Linked DNA regions of Salmo salar: region 2 is linked to region 1. Evidence: chromatin contacts called from public Hi-C data. All regions are on one chromosome and are shown on one strand. Each heading gives the region's core, a stretch centred on a gene start, on an enhancer-like site or on the middle of the called end of the contact. The rest is flanking DNA. Distances are from core to core; before and after follow the strand shown.

The links. A called contact is a pair of places that touch in the nucleus more often than the background predicts.
Region 2: a Hi-C map of muscle shows a contact between it and region 1, with 4 times the contacts expected there. The contact joins the promoter of LOC106570286 here to the promoter of LOC106570276 in region 1. A contact is called at or near these places in 3 of 3 Hi-C or Micro-C datasets (blood, gill and muscle).

Annotation. Positions count from the first base shown.
Region 1 is chrssa14:73,881,521-73,885,038 of Ssal_v3.1, forward strand. LOC106570276 (serine/threonine-protein kinase pdik1l) reads right to left here and starts at 2,217. Exons shown (of 3, transcript XM_014142414.2): 1 at 1,595-2,217; 2 at 335-630. The coding sequence starts at 619.
Region 2 is chrssa14:74,062,379-74,065,836 of Ssal_v3.1, forward strand. LOC106570286 (nuclear receptor subfamily 1 group D member 2) reads left to right here and starts at 1,897. Exons shown (of 9, transcript XM_045694791.1): 1 at 1,897-2,478. The coding sequence starts at 2,463.

The DNA of each region.
Region 1 (3,518 bases), core at 967-3,466:
AGAACAGCTACATCAGACTGTTAAATAGCCATCACTAGTCAGCTGCCACCCAATTACTTAACCCTGCACCTTGGAGGCTGCTGCCCTATGTACATTGACATGGAATCAGTGGTCACTAATAACGTTTAAATATGGTTTTACTCATTTCATATGTATATACTGTATGTCATCTAAATATTTCTTAATTCCATTCTTTTAGATGTGTGTATTGTTGTATACCACTGCACTGTTGGAGCTAGGAACAAACATTGCTTCACCCGCAATAACATCTGCTAAATGTGTATGTAAACAAAAAATGTGATTTGATTTATCCATCTATATAAAAAGTTTTTACCTCTAGGTATAGTGGGGAGCTGGACCCGTGGCTCATCCTCTGAGCCAGGTCATCCCTCTGCAGGACACACTCCTCCAGGTGGATGACATTGGGGTGCTGGCTCTGGATACTACTCAGGGCCCAGAATTCCCTGAGGGCCAACTCTACATTCTCTGGGCTGTGGCAGCGGATCTTCTTCACGGCCATCCGGGCTCCAGTGCGTTTCACCACCGCCTCGTACACCACACCGTAGCTGCCACGCCCCACCTCCTGGATCAGCTCATACTTCGGCTGGCTGCTCACCATCCTCTTCCTCACTGTGCAGAGAGAGGTGGTGGGGTTAATGGGTTACCAACGATTATTGTTGAGAGTTAGGCGAGGTCAGCAGCACAGAATGTAACACTTATGCCCCTTAGCTACTGAATAATCTCCCAACCAGGTGGGTTAATCTGTCATACGTGAGTTGACTTGACAGACCCCTCCTCCTTAGCACGTCAAAACCCATAGCTATAGGCCTATGCTAGTATTTTGAGGAAAACAAACTACCTAGCTAAGTGACAATGTCAAATGTATGACAACAAAAACGTTAGTGTTCGCATTTTAGCAAGTCAAATTAGGACAGTTAACTACCCACAAGAGAGCAAATGTGAAACCCTTAGAGGCCAAAGCTTGCTAAATGTAAACAAATCAACTGTGCCCCTCACTCTCTGACCTGTACGTGCACACTAACGCATGGCTGGCAGCTGACACATTTAGAAAAGGGTTAAATGTACGTTCGTCAGCGGACTGCCCAAATATGTAAGAATAAATCAAAATATAATCAAATAGTAATATGTTTAATTAGCTAAGCTCTTAGTTAGCTAACACGGAAGCGAAACTGTGTTTTAGGTAGCTAACAGTAACTAACGTTAGCTAACTAGGAAGCCAAGGGAAGAAAATGGTGGCTAAAAATACAATAGCTTATTAGCTAGAATCATAGCTATATACATGTAAACGTTATCTATGTAGCTGTCACCACAGGGGGAGGGGGGTGTAGACAAATTAGTTTGCTTAGTAGCTTAAGTAAACGACCTAGCTAGCTTGTTCAAATCGTGGACACGTTTATTGTCCTCTATGCGCCGAGACAAAATTAGCACATTCGGCTAACTAACTAGTCCCACACACCTGCGCACATCACCAAGCACCATGTCGCACGGGCAGACAAAAGAACTGGCTTCTTATGAAGACGAGGAAAGGAAATAAAGAGCAGCTAGCTATATATCTAGCAAGCTACACATTTACCTGTTTTCGTCTTCTCTCAAGGATTCATTTGTTGTTGTCTTTCTCACTTTCTATGGCAGCCATTAGCCACCACTCAGCCAAACACGTTGTCGCGCAGATAGACAAGTTCCGTGAGCGTGCTGAGCAAATCTGCAGCTCAAGTACCCCATCAACAGCGCGCGCCCGCTCGCTTGCCTCGCTACTAAAACAACACAGACTGTGTGCTCTGCAGAAGCGAAACTGGGAAATACTGCCCCCCTTTTAAGCAACCCTCTCTAGCTGAAAGAAAAAAAAATAACAATTGTGCCCCCGTTCATTGTATAGTTTTAAATTCATGCCAATGGATTCTTGCCCTGACAACTCCCTCCCAAATTATACAGTCACGGTGCCTCTCGCTTTCATTACACCAGTAAAACGAGGAATAACATTTCTTCTTCGGTGGAGAAATAACATTTATTTTCAATACATTTTTAAATTCGGTACACGCACTGAGCAACGTTCTTTCGCCGAGATTGACCGGGGTGAGTCGTTTCTGAGAGGATTGTAACGACATCGCACTGACATCAAAGAAATAGGTTGTCTTGGAAAACGATGAAATTTAAAAGTTTGTCTCATTTTTGTATAACCATCTTAAGTTAATGCAATTATTGTTTGTAAAATTGTATTGGTTTTCCGTCAACCCCCCTGAATGCCATATTTAGTTTGCTCCAATGACACCATGTAGGTTGTACCATTATATTTTACATAACACCGACTATATGTTAATGATCTTGAATGAAATGAAGCTCTGAAAGATACATTTAGCTCAACCATTATTTTAGCTAGTAGGCAGTATCAACAAAGAACGATATGATGTATTTTATCTTGATCAACACGGTTTGCAGAAAATGTAACTCCCCTGTCACAATATCTGTTTGGAGCATGCTCTTAAAGGGACAGCACCATGGACAGCACCATCACAGAGTTCTGAACCTAGAGGTGCAACATGGCGAGACTTCCGGTAACGCTAGTTAAACAGAGCAAACAGACCAGACCTGTGTTTGGGGTTTGAGTAGTCAATGAGAGAAGGGAAAATTCTTCCTTTGTTGTTAATTTTCTCGAAATCTAAAGACACAACGTAGATTCGAGCCAATGTATTAAGTAGTTGAACTTGTTCTTACTCCAACCTAGTGAAAGTGGCAAACTGATACGTTTTAATTTGTTCAAAAATAACTTTATATCGAAGGAGTGCCCATGATTTGAGGGCTTGAACATGCGCAGTTCGGCGCAAGACGACCGTTAGCCGCGATGACTTGTTTCTACGCATGCGCTTAGCTAGCCAACGTCGCCATGACATCGCCTACTACAAGTGTGATCAGGGATTTCTATTGGAGAAGCCGTTTTAGCCTATCTCCATACTGTAATGTCTTTGGCACCATAATGTGGGTGAAAAGAAGATGTGCACAATGTTGCAACAAAGTATTAATAAACTTGCTATTAGAAAGAAACATTGTCTCCTGAAACGTTTCTTTGGTACTTTGTAAAACAACTTTAAAGTCTCTAGGCACTAGACTACCAACCCATTAATCAAATATAGGCCCAGCATTGCATCACATTTAATTTTTAACATTTTAAATGTAACCTTTATTTAACTAGGCAAGTCAGTTAAGAACAAATTCTTATTTACAATGACGGCCTACCCTGGCCAAACCTGGACGATGCTGGACCAATTGTGCGCCGCCCTATGGGACTCCCAATCACAGCCGGATGTGATAGAGCCTGGATGTATCATGTTCAGTTTGTCACATGTTCAGTTTGTCAGGAACTGTAGCCTAAAAAGAGACAGACCCACCAGCGGTGTATCATATTGACATGTGTTTATTAACAGATGAGTCAATGATGCACATGTCAACACTACTATGCGTTGTTCGCAACTCAGTTGGCAATAAAGCTTGGTACATGATTT
Region 2 (3,458 bases), core at 647-3,146, 180 kb after region 1:
GGTGCCAATAAGATCCCATTCATTTTTGTACATTTCAGGGGGGTGTTCCCTTACACAGATTATGCTGGGGGCACTGCAGTGTTCACATCACCTATGGTGACCAGAATTCCACCAAAACAGAAACTGAAGAAAAGTGTGGGCTTGTCTATTTCTTTCATTGTGGTGGCAGAGGAATCTAAAGAACCAGGGAAATGGGAGGTGGTCAGGAGAAGTCTTCTTTGGGATATGGCTGCTCCAAACCCATCAAGGCAGCTTGATACCGTGAGGTGGTGTTTTCCATGTCTGTCAGGCAACTGAGTGCAGCAGGAAATCTACAAAGCTGTCGTATTTGAAGTGAACTTCCATTGTCCTCTGAGTTGTTGAAAAATCCTTGTTTTACTTATCTTCAAATTTGCTCCTTGTTAATGCGCTGACCTTGGTTGGAAAGGTAGACACCTTATTCTTGTCGACCAATATGACAAGAAATTGTGGGAGATCTAGTGAAACAGCTCATGTCAGAGTCAGTTTGACCTGTTCTGGGACAGAGGGAGAAATTATGTGGTTCATCCCATTTCAACCAAAGTGCATGGATTCAGGAACAAAGTGGGTGAAGATATGAGAGATTTTCAACAACCCTTTGGGTTCCATTTGTCCCTCGCGTGGTTGAATATAATATATCCCATATATCCAAAGGATGCTGCAGTAAAGTCAACTAGCGACTCAATGTCCTGATAAACAACTACTTCTGATCTGATCTGTGATTGCTGTGCTTTGCTACATGTGACGTCTACTTTGCTGCATGTGTTTCGAATGCACATGCAGACCTACACCCAGATATCTACATTTTGCCCTCGTTCCTGAGTAAAGAAACAAGCTGTTACCTGTGTGTGTGTCATTCTGCATGTGTCTGCCCTCATGTTGTCTCCCCTCTCTGTGGCCTCTGCCTCACCTCTTGGACACGAGGACCACTTTTCTCCTAACATGCCCTATCTGGGGCCACAGTGAGAGTGTAGGTTACCGAAGAGACTGTTAGAAGAATTGTTACAGTATCAAAACAGTTTTACTGAAAATAAGGTCTGTGGTTCTATGAGATAATCTTCATCAGCTAATGTCACTTTCTGTGAATTCTTAAGCACTTATGTAAAAAACAAACAAAAACACATATAAACTCTTCATAATTAATAAAGGCCGTGTTAACTGACTGATATTAGCTCAAAGAACAAAACGTATAAGATCTAAACCTGTGTTAATCTCAAACCTTATTTTCGCCATTTATCCCCAACTATTCTTTCCCTGTTAATTTTCCCCATAGGAAAGGCTGAACGAACCAGAGGTAACTCATTTCCGGGTTTTAGGACTACAAGCTGGCATGCTCTATTACGCACATTAAATTGTTGAATTCTTTTTAATAATGAAAATAATTTGAAAAAATATCTTTTTTATATTGGACTGTGTGAAGAAGCCTTTGCTGCCAATGTGAGAATGCATTTTATAATATAATAATAATATATGCCATTCAGAATATATATAAACTGCTTGATATATTTATTACATTCTTAAAATCCTGAGAGCTCAATATATGTGGGAAAAATCTTGTTATAATCATTTCTGATTTTATGCTTCAGTGCATTCAATATGTTGGAGAAATGTTATCATGTTTTTTGATGCTATACGATACACTACTGGAACCCATCAGCAATGTATGTTCACCCACGACTACGTGGCCATGTAAAAAGTGTGTCAGTGGGTTACATTGGGCTTGTTCATTTTGCTTGGTCCGGTGCCCGAGGAGAGGAGTCTTTCTTAATTTTAGACCATTCCATTGGTCCTTAAGCGAAATCGTCAGGCCCCCGGGGATCCGGGCCATGCAAAACGAACTTGCCCATTGACACCAGCGCTAAACTAGGGAAGGAGGAGCCGCTGTGATGGGTCACATGGTAGCATAGCAGTTTGAGTAGAGAGCTCTAATCGAAACAGTCATCCAACGAATCTCTCTGGCAGAGGATAACTTTATACTCTTTGCTATCGTTTCCTTCAAGAAAATACATATTTTTATGCTATAGCTATATATAGGCTTAGGCCTATCTTTAGCCTACAGAAAAAACATCAGACGGACAGCTTTTTGGAGCGCTCTGCGGAAAGAAAAAGATATGGAATTCCGATCGTTCGATTCATTCTGAAGCGACAAAATTGGCTACAATCTTTGGTTTGATTCGGGACGTTTAAACAAAATGAATACATTTGAATTTATGTGAATAGTTTTGACAGATGGTTGTCGTCAAATATCACGGTGCGAAATCAGTCTGATTGGCAACAGTAGCTGTTGCGCTATAGATGTATCTGCGGAACTAGTAGGCCTAAATGCGTTTGCCGACTATTTTCTGAATGCTTCAATTCATTGATCTGTAGTATCAACCAGCGACCGAAAAAGTTGCTGAAAACAAGCTAACACGTCATCAGACTTCAGGTTCAGAGGACATTCCATGTCTACAAAAGCAGGTAAATTCATTTTATGCTCAATACATTTATAAATATGTAGGCCTGTAGCATATTTTAGTGTCTACACAATAACTGTTTGTAACATTGCATCTTGATAGTGTGTTTAATTTGTTTTTTTGTAACCTAGATGAATGTTACAACTTCAAGTCTACTTGTCAGTATCCTGATTTTAAAGGGTTGCGTGATGTTCTGAATCAAAACATAAGCAAATGGTTTGCAATAACCTGCTCATTAATGTCCGATCTTTCTTACTGTAATCAGCCTTAATTCAAACTGGGTTAGGAGTGCCAGTGTGTGTGTTATTTCAGAATCAATAGGCTGGGACAGTGTTGCAGGTCCCTTTTCTCACATGGACCGGTCGCTAGCCATGTGCGACTCTGTATACGCTCTCTCTGATTGGTTGAAGAGCGCTGTGACGTATAAACGTCTGTCTTTAAACGCTCCCCTTGCGTCCTCTGGTTGGTGAAGAAGCGCTGTGACGTAAACATAGCATAATTCTGCCAAAGATCCTGCCCTGCGAGCTGGTGTGGATACACGTGAAACTGCATGCAGTTATAGGGTTGCAGGAATGTAAACTGACCCAGTTTTCATAGTTTGTTGGTGATGATGAATGAGGAGGTTTTGATATAGTGATTGGCCAACAGTTGCATATAGTTTACATATTGTTATTTTGACGCGTCAAGTATCTTTTTGACATGCAAAGACCCAAACGGCGTTCCATAGTTTTCTACCACTGGGTATTTCGAGAATGCCTGTTCCACGTGGGGGTGGGTTCCAAAAAGGAACGTCATCAGTGAGTCAAGTAAATAATAGTTGATCATTAGGCCAAGAATTTCACAACCTAATCATCTATCATCTTCTTCTTTTAAAAATCCACCTCTAAAAACAAGTCTCTCACTGTTGCCCCCTGCAAAAAACCACCCTCTGCCCCCAACTGTGCTCTGGACAGCATATGTGAACTGATTGCCCCCCATCTATCT